Linked DNA regions of Mus musculus: region 1 is linked to region 2. A link is a contact called in public Hi-C data. All regions are on one chromosome and are shown on one strand. Each heading gives the region's core, a stretch centred on a gene start, on an enhancer-like site or on the middle of the called end of the contact. The rest is flanking DNA. Distances are from core to core; before and after follow the strand shown.

What was found. A called contact is a pair of places that touch in the nucleus more often than the background predicts.
Region 1: a contact with region 2 is called in a Hi-C map of the N1E-115 cell line, with 4 times the contacts expected there. The contact joins two enhancer-like sites. A contact is called at or near these places in 4 of 484 Hi-C or Micro-C datasets (the C2C12 cell line, the N1E-115 cell line, muscle stem cells and 1 more).

Annotation. Positions count from the first base shown.
Region 1 is chr14:99,746,345-99,750,834 of GRCm38.p6, reverse strand. No RefSeq gene overlaps it. Among named protein-coding and RNA genes, the nearest start is that of Gm22970, 25 kb to the left of the region's middle. Within about 2 kb of position 2,479, at least 48 of the 459 cell types and tissues checked have an H3K27ac peak or open chromatin away from gene starts, as enhancers often do. A contact at or near this core is called in the N1E-115 cell line, where this site is marked.
Region 2 is chr14:99,547,041-99,551,389 of GRCm38.p6, reverse strand. All of the region lies in intron 1 of Gm41230 (predicted gene, 41230), which reads right to left. Among named protein-coding and RNA genes, the nearest start is that of Gm41230, 27 kb to the right of the region's middle. Within about 2 kb of position 2,634, at least 72 of the 459 cell types and tissues checked have an H3K27ac peak or open chromatin away from gene starts, as enhancers often do. A contact at or near this core is called in the N1E-115 cell line, where this site is marked.

The sequences.
Region 1 (4,490 bases), core at 1,230-3,729, 200 kb before region 2:
AGAGTGAAATAGGTCTCCTCACTACTCTCCAGTTTTGTGATGCCTTCGAAAAAAACGCTATTGTCCCTTTAGAGAACTGGGTCCTTCCGCCATTGCCTGTTGAGAACATCCTTCAGTAAGCAGGCCTGGGTTCCTTCGCTCACTGCCGTTCCTTAACTCAGCTCTAGCCCATTTTCGTATTACTCTGACAGCTCTCATCATGAAATGGAGCACCAAGTCTTGGACTTCTTTGTATAACTCTGAGTACCTTACACTGCAACAGAGGGTGCTCAGTAAAGGACACTTGATTGGCTCAGAAGGAATAGGTCAGCTTGGGAGGTGGGAAAAGAAAAGGAGATAGAAAAGACCCCCCCCCCCCCGTCTCTACGCAGAACGCAAATTAACACCAAAGCACTGTCTTTTTCTCTTCTCTTCCAGGCTGTTCTAAAAGGCAGGACCTATTCACAAAAGTTAAGTCCATTTTGCAGGATATGGTTTTAAGTGAAAATCCCAGATCACTCTTAAAATGTGTCTTTTAGGCTAGCTTCAAGCACCACGTCTCTCTCTCTTGTCTCTTCAACACCTCAGGGATGGGCCCAGAGGAGGGAAGGAACAGTCAAACTTCCTCAAAGATGAATTGGGTTAAGAGGTCTTGCTGATGTCGCTGTGGGCTTCTGGCTTCACTGATTCTAAGGCTTCAAAGTGTCCGGAATGAAGAGGGGGAGGGGCCTTAGGCAAAGCACAAAGTTACAGGCATATGTACATATAAGCCTATGAGCCACTAACGTCATCAGATAATGTGTAATGCATTTCTCTAAGATGAGCTTTCTAGTATTCTCCGGTATTAGAAAATACATCACCTTAGAAGATGCTATGGAAAAAAAAATTGTCACAACTGGGATGCAAGCCCACTTCTAAAATTATCACCATGTGTCTATTTCGATTTCCTACCACATTCCCTGGACTCCGAAGAGGTGAAGCTTAAAATCTCTTTCAGCCATTCGGCTCATACAGCACTTCTTTCAATAAGATCATGTTTGTGTTTCCAATGTAAATGACTCCAACCAGAAAAGAGCTTTCTTCCAGACGATTTCCATATAGTGTTGGTAGTTTGCTCCTGCTTCATGTTTTAAGCATGAGGCTGCTGCATAAGAGATTTTCTGTCAACTGAACAAGTTCAATAGAAAATTAAAGACTTATTTTCTTTAGAGGGGGGAAAAGAGAAGTGTGACAGTTGTTATAAATAAATATGCAAATGTGTTTCCCATTGCCAAGATTTTCTCAGAGAAAGAAAGCTTCAGTATGCTCAGACAATAGGGTTCCTCTAAGATCTTCCAGATAGAGGAACCTGTGGCCTTTCATAAATATTAGCAGGACAGACCTATTTGAAGAGGCTGTACAACCGACCGTGCAGTCTCAAATAATGCACTCTCATCACTTCTGGGAAAGACCAGCCTGGCTCTTTTTTAGAGGTTGGACATAGTAAAGATGGTTAGAGGTTTCTCTTGCCTTTCCCTTCTGCTCAGAACATGTTTAATAACACGCACAGTAGGAAGACTTGGTAGGAGTGAGATTAGAAGATAGGGAATTTAAAATATTATTCCTATGCATTCTTAATAGAAATAGACAATTATTATCGTGATCATTGATTTCATTTCTGTCTCCATTAATGCCTCCCTCCCAAGGCTAATTTTATAAAATGACTTGGTCATGGAGCTATCAGTCAGGGCTAATTATATAATTTCTTCCCTTCTTACTGAAAGCCATACCTCATCCCTTGCTGTGTGAGCAAATATTGCTACATTTTAACATTTCTTATTTATTTATGTGTTGGGGGGGCTGCCTCAATGTATACTATAACATATCATCAAAAAGGGTAGAATATCGTGCCAAAACTCCTTCTAAAGACAAATATTGCAGATTTGATTAATGCCTTTTCATGATACACTTAGAAACACAGCTCGTTTCAGAGCATCTGAAACAGACACAGGGGAAAGAAAGGCCTTAGGAGATGCACGCCTCTCCATGCCTTCCCACACGCATCTCAGGAGTCTGCACCGTCCATTATTCTTCTCAGTTATATGTGTTATGACTCCTCCACATTTAACCTTTAGAGGTGTTCTTTCACATTTGTAAAATGGGGGTGCTGCCTAGGAATGCCTCTTTTGAAAATAAGTAAATCCCAGTGCTTATGTGACCAGCTGGCTCTCACAGTCAGCCTAAGGTAGATTGAAGCTTCCAAGGGCATTCCGGGCCTGTCCAACGTTCGAGAGAACCATAGCATCTTGACCCGCTTATGGTTTTCTCTTGAGTACCTCCAAACAAAAACAAGTCTCTGTCTTCCAGACAGTCGGGATGAAAACAGCGTCGAGGACGAGTGATTCAGGTCCGTGAGGTAATTGAGGAAATGTCATGGCAACCGAAATGAACATGAGCAAGCTTCCCATTTGCCTGCGCCAGCAACTTGGCGGGTGGGGGTGGGAGGATGTTTCTGGTTGCATTTTGCTGCGATTAGACTGGATAATGGGGCTGCAAATTGTATCCAACCGAAAGGACTGACTCACCCACAGCAGCAGGGAATGCTTCAGCAGACAGCCCCTGGGAGGACGGAAGAGCCACCGCGAACCAAGCAGAACCTGTGCGTGCATGCAAACCTGTAAACATTAACGTCCTTTCCCGTCTCTGGCTGGATAATGCTTGGGACTCATTTTAAAACGTTTAGAAGAAAAAGTTCCTCATAACTTCCCATTACTCTAAGCCACTTCATGATTTATTTATATATATTAGGGTGCAAAGTGATTTGGAAAACTTTGGCATCTTATCCTTATGACTCACGTTACCCGGGACAGTAATGTGATTAGAGGGTACTTTCCAACTGTTTGAGGGCTTCAGAGAAGTAAAGGGTGTGTGGGTGCATAATGCCATGGTAGTCCCTCTCTTATGTCACACACCCCGAGCCTCTTGTGCTGAGTTTTCTGTAAGGTGCCTGGTAGATTTGGTGTCTACTGAATTGTGGTGGATTGGACACTTGTCCAATAACCTAGGAAGTGTGCCCCATCCTCTGGAAGATGTGAGTATAGTGGCTTTCAAGGTTAATGGCAGAGACATATGTTAATACGGTCCTTGTTTTTTCCTCTCAGTGGTTGGCACATCACATGGCTCTTCGTCAGAGTACAAATGAAGTCACCCCACATTTGACATAGTTTGCCCCCTGTCTGGCGATAGACTGGCACACTCCACAAAACCCCACAAAAGCACAACAGTGTTCACTGGTGCAAAGGTGTCCCAAAGGCTCCTCATTTGGCTCAATGCACTTACGGTGCATTCTAGACTATAAAAGCATGAAAAATTAAACACTCCAATGACAGATAATTTCACAATACATAAATTTACACAAGATAATTCTCTCAAGCCATAAATGGCAAGAAGAAATCTCTTGAAAAATCTTAGGAAAAAAAATTATCCTTAAGATCCTTTATCTTGTTATGTTACTATAGTAATAGAATCCCAACCTGCTCAGGCGACTTTCAAAACAGGTCGGAGCTTGACACTCTGTTGTAAACCCCTAAATACAAAGAAAAATCGTGTTTCTTTATTGGAGTTCAAACTCTAGAAACCTGACAGCTCTCAGAACTTTAAAGGAGACCGACTGACTTCTGTAAAGGGAAAGAGTCCTGACAATTTTAATTCATGCAGTAGTGCAACTAAGAGCCTCTTTGGTGATTTATGAAGGGCATGTTTGTAGACTGGGTTTTGGAATTTTTTGCATGAAAGGTGAATTTGTGCACAGAGTACTCTGGCATCTTCAAAGACCCGTGAGTCTGGCTGCGGCTGCGGCTGCATTTGGTTTGGAAATGTATGAAAGAAACAGTGCCATGCCTCAAGAACACGTTTGAACTGTCATTTTGTTTTGATGGGTAGATGTGGTGGTAGAAACGACTTTGTGTGTGCTGTTCTGTGTATCTGCATTTGAGGTCTCCATCTCATAGCCTTAGAAGCTTCTGGAGAGCTGCGATCACAGCTAGTGAACATACTACGAAGGCAACCCAGCCTCCAACCTTTTCAAATGCTGCTTTGGTTTATTCAATGACATCACAATTCTGCTTTGTCTCAAATGCATTGTGAAGTGATAAAAAGACCGTGAAGGAGGTCAATTATAGTCTAGACTAAAATGGCTGCCCAATTCCTGTCTGTCTGTGTGTGTGTGTGTGTGTGTGTGTGTGTGTGTCTGAGGGGGGGAGGGTTTCTGAAATCAAAAAGTATAATCTAATTAAAGATTCATCCAGAGCCCAATGACAAGGTGGTCCATGAGCAAGAGTTATGGTGTGGAGTGCTATGTTGTTGCTAAAGATAGATGATCAGATTGCCCCCAGCCCTGGGACAAGCAGTGGCCCCAGATTCCTCCAAGCTCTTCCTTTTGGGAGCCACTTCCTCTGCTAGAACTCTATCTTGTATTGAGCCAATATAAGAAAGATGTCTGGATTTATAATATTCACCTTTGAAACCGAGAT
Region 2 (4,349 bases), core at 1,385-3,884:
TTCATTGTAATAAATTTGCAGTAATAGATCATGTCACTTATTCTGCTCTGAGAAAACAGCTTGATTTTTCTTTGTGAATACATCATCTGCCTTAGAGTAGACTCTGGAATAAAATGTGTCTTGCCTAATTGCAACAAGACATCTAAAGTCAATTCACTCATATCTTCTCAAGATAAATATTTTAAAAGATGCCTCCTTGGATTAAAAAAGAAAGTGTGTTTATGTACCCTCAGAGACAACAAGCTTACCTAGGTGGCTAAAATTATAATTCTGTTGATCTATCTAAAAGTCAAGATATTTTTGGATGTCAGCTTTTAATAATCATTTTAAAAGCTTCATTAAACCTATTTTTTTCTAAATGGAGGGGGCAGCAGACTCTGTGGGTAAGAGAGCTTGCTGTCCAAGCAAGGGGACTGAGTTCAGATCCCCAACATACATATGAGAAAGCTGAAGTAGCTTGGTTACCCCAGAGGTGTGCAGGTGCACAGTGGAAAATCACTGGGACTAACTAGCCACCAACCAGCCTGCCTGAAAAATGGGGAGCTGTAGGCTCAGTGAGAGACTGTATGCCAAGGGAATAACATAAAATATGATAGAGGATACCCACCATGATTCTCTGGCATACACACACACACACGTACACATGCATGCACACACAAGCACATGCAATTGCTTAAAAGTTGAATGAGATTTGAATTGATATCATAGCAGAAACTATTTTCTTCTTTGAAAGAAAACAGAGAGCTTCCTAATGGTAGAAGAGATGCTTAAGGCACAAAGAACATCTACATAGGTACATAGTGTTGCTCAAATAGATATTTAGTAGTAACTGGAAACTTTTTTTCTTGTCACACTGAAAGTAGGGGTGTGTCTTCTGATATCAGGTAGGTATCAGACATAAGAGATATTAGGCAACATCCTACAAGGCAAAAGATGTCCCTAACAGCAAGAAAGACTATCCAAACAATCATGCCAATGATGCTGAGGCTGAGAATTTGTGTGTTGGAACACTGTAGGACAAAGGTCAGTATACTTTTCCTTAAAATCTAGGTGAGAACATTTTGAGTTTTGCTATTATTATACAGCCTTTGTCACAATTGTCCAATTCAGCCTACGAAGTACAAAGCCAGCCCCAGGAACACCAAGTGGCTGCCTCTGAACTCTTGTACAATCCTATTTACCAAGGCAGGTGGCTGGACCTAGCTGATCCTCCTGGCTTGGTTTATTTCTCTGGATAGAGTCATTCTCATCTTAGAGATTCCTAAAATTCTTATTTCTAGAACTGGAAATTACTTTAATTATCATCATGTGACACATTGATAGAAGTCTAACTTTATGAGTCATGTCTAAAGTGAGAAAAAAAATCACAAGTTCTAGCATGAAATTATGTTGACAGAATGAAACTTGTGGTGTTTTAAACTTATTTTTAAAGAAAAATGCTTCTCTGATGTTGTGCAAAATAGATTTAAAGATTTAACACCATGGTCTCCTCTCCTGAACAAAGTAAGACAAATGACTATACTAGAATAGATGTGCACAGAGTCTCTTAGCCAGAGATTCTCGGGTTTTTTATTTGTTTTTCTTCATGATTCCATGAAGTGTCAACAAAGAATCTCAGAAACAAACTGGGTGGAGGTTTAATCCCAGCACTTGGGAGGCAGAGGCAGGCAGATTTCTGAGTTCAAGGCAAGCCTGGTCTACAAAAGTGAGTTCCAGGACAACTAGGACTACACAAAGAAACCCTATCATGAAAAACCAAAAACCAAAACAAACAAACAAAAAATCTCAGAAATATTACATAAGCTTGCTTAAATATATGCAAAATGATGTGGCTGCATACATATATATACATTTTTATGATGTCCCTAAGTTTGTAGGAATGCAAAATCCACTGCTAAGCTACTCAAGGCCATGAGCTTCAGGCACGAGCTATCCTAAGGGCCTGCATAATTGAACTTACCACATGTGAGCAGAGTGGGCTCTGTCATAGACTGAATGAGTTGTCACCAGTTACAGCACCATTGGTAATCAACCACGTGAAACCCACCTTGCAATCCAGGTTGTATTTGGTGTAAACATTTGGCAAAGGCACAGTTAGGAATCTACACTTTTATATTGTCTTCCTAATGTTTACTCTTTTTTATTTTTTCTCTCCTTTTAACTGCGCCTCGTCCCAAAGAGCCATCTGAGATGTCTTGTGCAGCAGCTAAGTCTATGTAGTAACAGGATACAAAGTTTTTAAAGTAAAAAAGTCTGTAATCTCAATACTCAGGAAGCTGATGGGGGCAGGGGGGTGACTGTTAGTTCTGGCCAGCCTGAACTATATAAGGAGATTGAATCTCAGAGATAAATAAAGATGACGGTACAAAGAAGACACAGAGGGTATAAAGTACAGCCATTGATGGGACAGTTCTACGTCCAAGTCCCTTACATTCCATTTCAGATGTGCCGGTTTATTTCCAGCACCCCTGTTTGCTGGACTGAAAGAGGTGATTTCTACATGACATTTTCCTTATTCTCGGGCTTTATCGGCAGTCTAGCAATCAGTCCACAAACATTTACTAAGTCTCCGTTGTGAGCAAGGCATTTTATTAGGTGGCACTGTGAGTCACAAGGAAGTTTCGCCTACTGAATCATTAACCTCACTTCCTGTATTAAGTGTGCCCTTCGAGAGGCTCTTCTGTCATCTGGCCACAGTAATGGGCTTATGAAATCAGATTTCAATTATAGCTTAACTAAAGAAAGTCCAGAGTAGCCGCCTCAGAATGGGAAAGCAGAGACCAGGGAAAGAATGACAGGCAGAGATAATGGAAGAGACAACAGCCGCTCCAGTGGGAACGGAACTTACAGTCACCAACAGGCCTTACAAAACACTGGCCTTAGAGATGAATGAGGGAAATAGATCAAAATGCTAAGAAGAGTTTTCCAAAGCTTCAACACAGGTCACTGAAGTCCCTGCATGTGGACAAATAAGGGACATTCTTTCCCTAGGGGAGAGAGGATGACGATATCAGATGAACAGAAGGAGTGAAGGCTCTCTAAGACTCACTACTGTCAAGACAAATGCTCAGGATAGGACCCATTCTTCAGATATGTAGCTCTCAAAAGATGGGACATTGAGTTTCAAGATGGAATTGACTTGGTTAGGGAGCCCCACACCCATACCCCACTAAGCCAGAATCCAAATGTCCTACTTTTCTTCTGCTTCCACTGCACAAGGTTAAATTGCTGAGTCATGGTGATGTTGAGCGAGGACAGAAGCATTCTTTAAATTATGGAACATAGCTGCTTCTTCCTGAAGCGAACAAGAAACAGAATCGCTCCGAGCAGTGCGTGCTTAGTCTCTATTGTTGCAGTTGTTACCATGCAGTCACAAACAAAATTCGATGATGAAAGAATTAAGTTCATCTATCCATGCAATATCATTACTCACTTCCTAGGTTCTGGAGCTCCCTAAAGCAAAGGGAGAATATAATTCCAATATATTACATTGCTAGTTGGTTTTATAGCTATCAAGTTCGTACAGGCACATAAATCAGAAGGTATTCAGAGAAAAGAGGCAGATGTTTGCATTTTCCAGACAAGTAAAATCATCTTCTCCCTTATATGCCACCAATCCTCAGCCTTTTCATAAATATAAGAGCTGTAAAAAATCAATTGAGATCCAACATCTAAGTAGTTTGCAGTCCCCTGCCTCTACTCCTGCCCCCACGCTCCAAGTTTTCAGAGCTATCAGAGTAGGACCTGAAGACATTCTGCTATTAATTTCCATAGCAATAAAATTTATAGCAAGGTGTCCAATGTCATGTGGAAGCAGAAGCAGGCAGAAACTGATCCCTATTTTATTAATTGTTTGTTTTGTCTTATTTGAGGTAAAGTGTTTTTTCTATAGCCCAGCCTGGATTCAACTACAATTCTCCTCACTCTCCCTCCCAGGTACTTGGATTACATGTGTCTGAAAATGGCTTTGGAATTTTTAGAATAATCTTTTCCTCAATGTTTTATTCAAAGGTATTCATCTGAACCACAGTGGAGATAGAAGAAGAAGAAGAAGAAGAAGAAGAAAAAGAAGAAGAAGAAGAAGAAGAAGGAGGAGGAGGAGGAGGAGGAGGAGGAGGAGGAGGGGGGGGGAGGAGGAGAAGGAGGAGGAGGAGGAGAAGAAGAAGAAGAAGAAGAAGAAGAAGAAGAAGAAGAAGAAGAAGAAGAAGAAGAAGAAGAGAAGGAAGGAAGGAAGGAAGGAAGGAAGGAAGAAAGAAAGAAAGAAAGAAAGAAAGAAAGAAAGAAAGAAAGAAAGAAAGAAAGAAAGAAAGAAAGAAAGAAAGAAAGAAAGAAAGAAAGAAAGAAAGAAA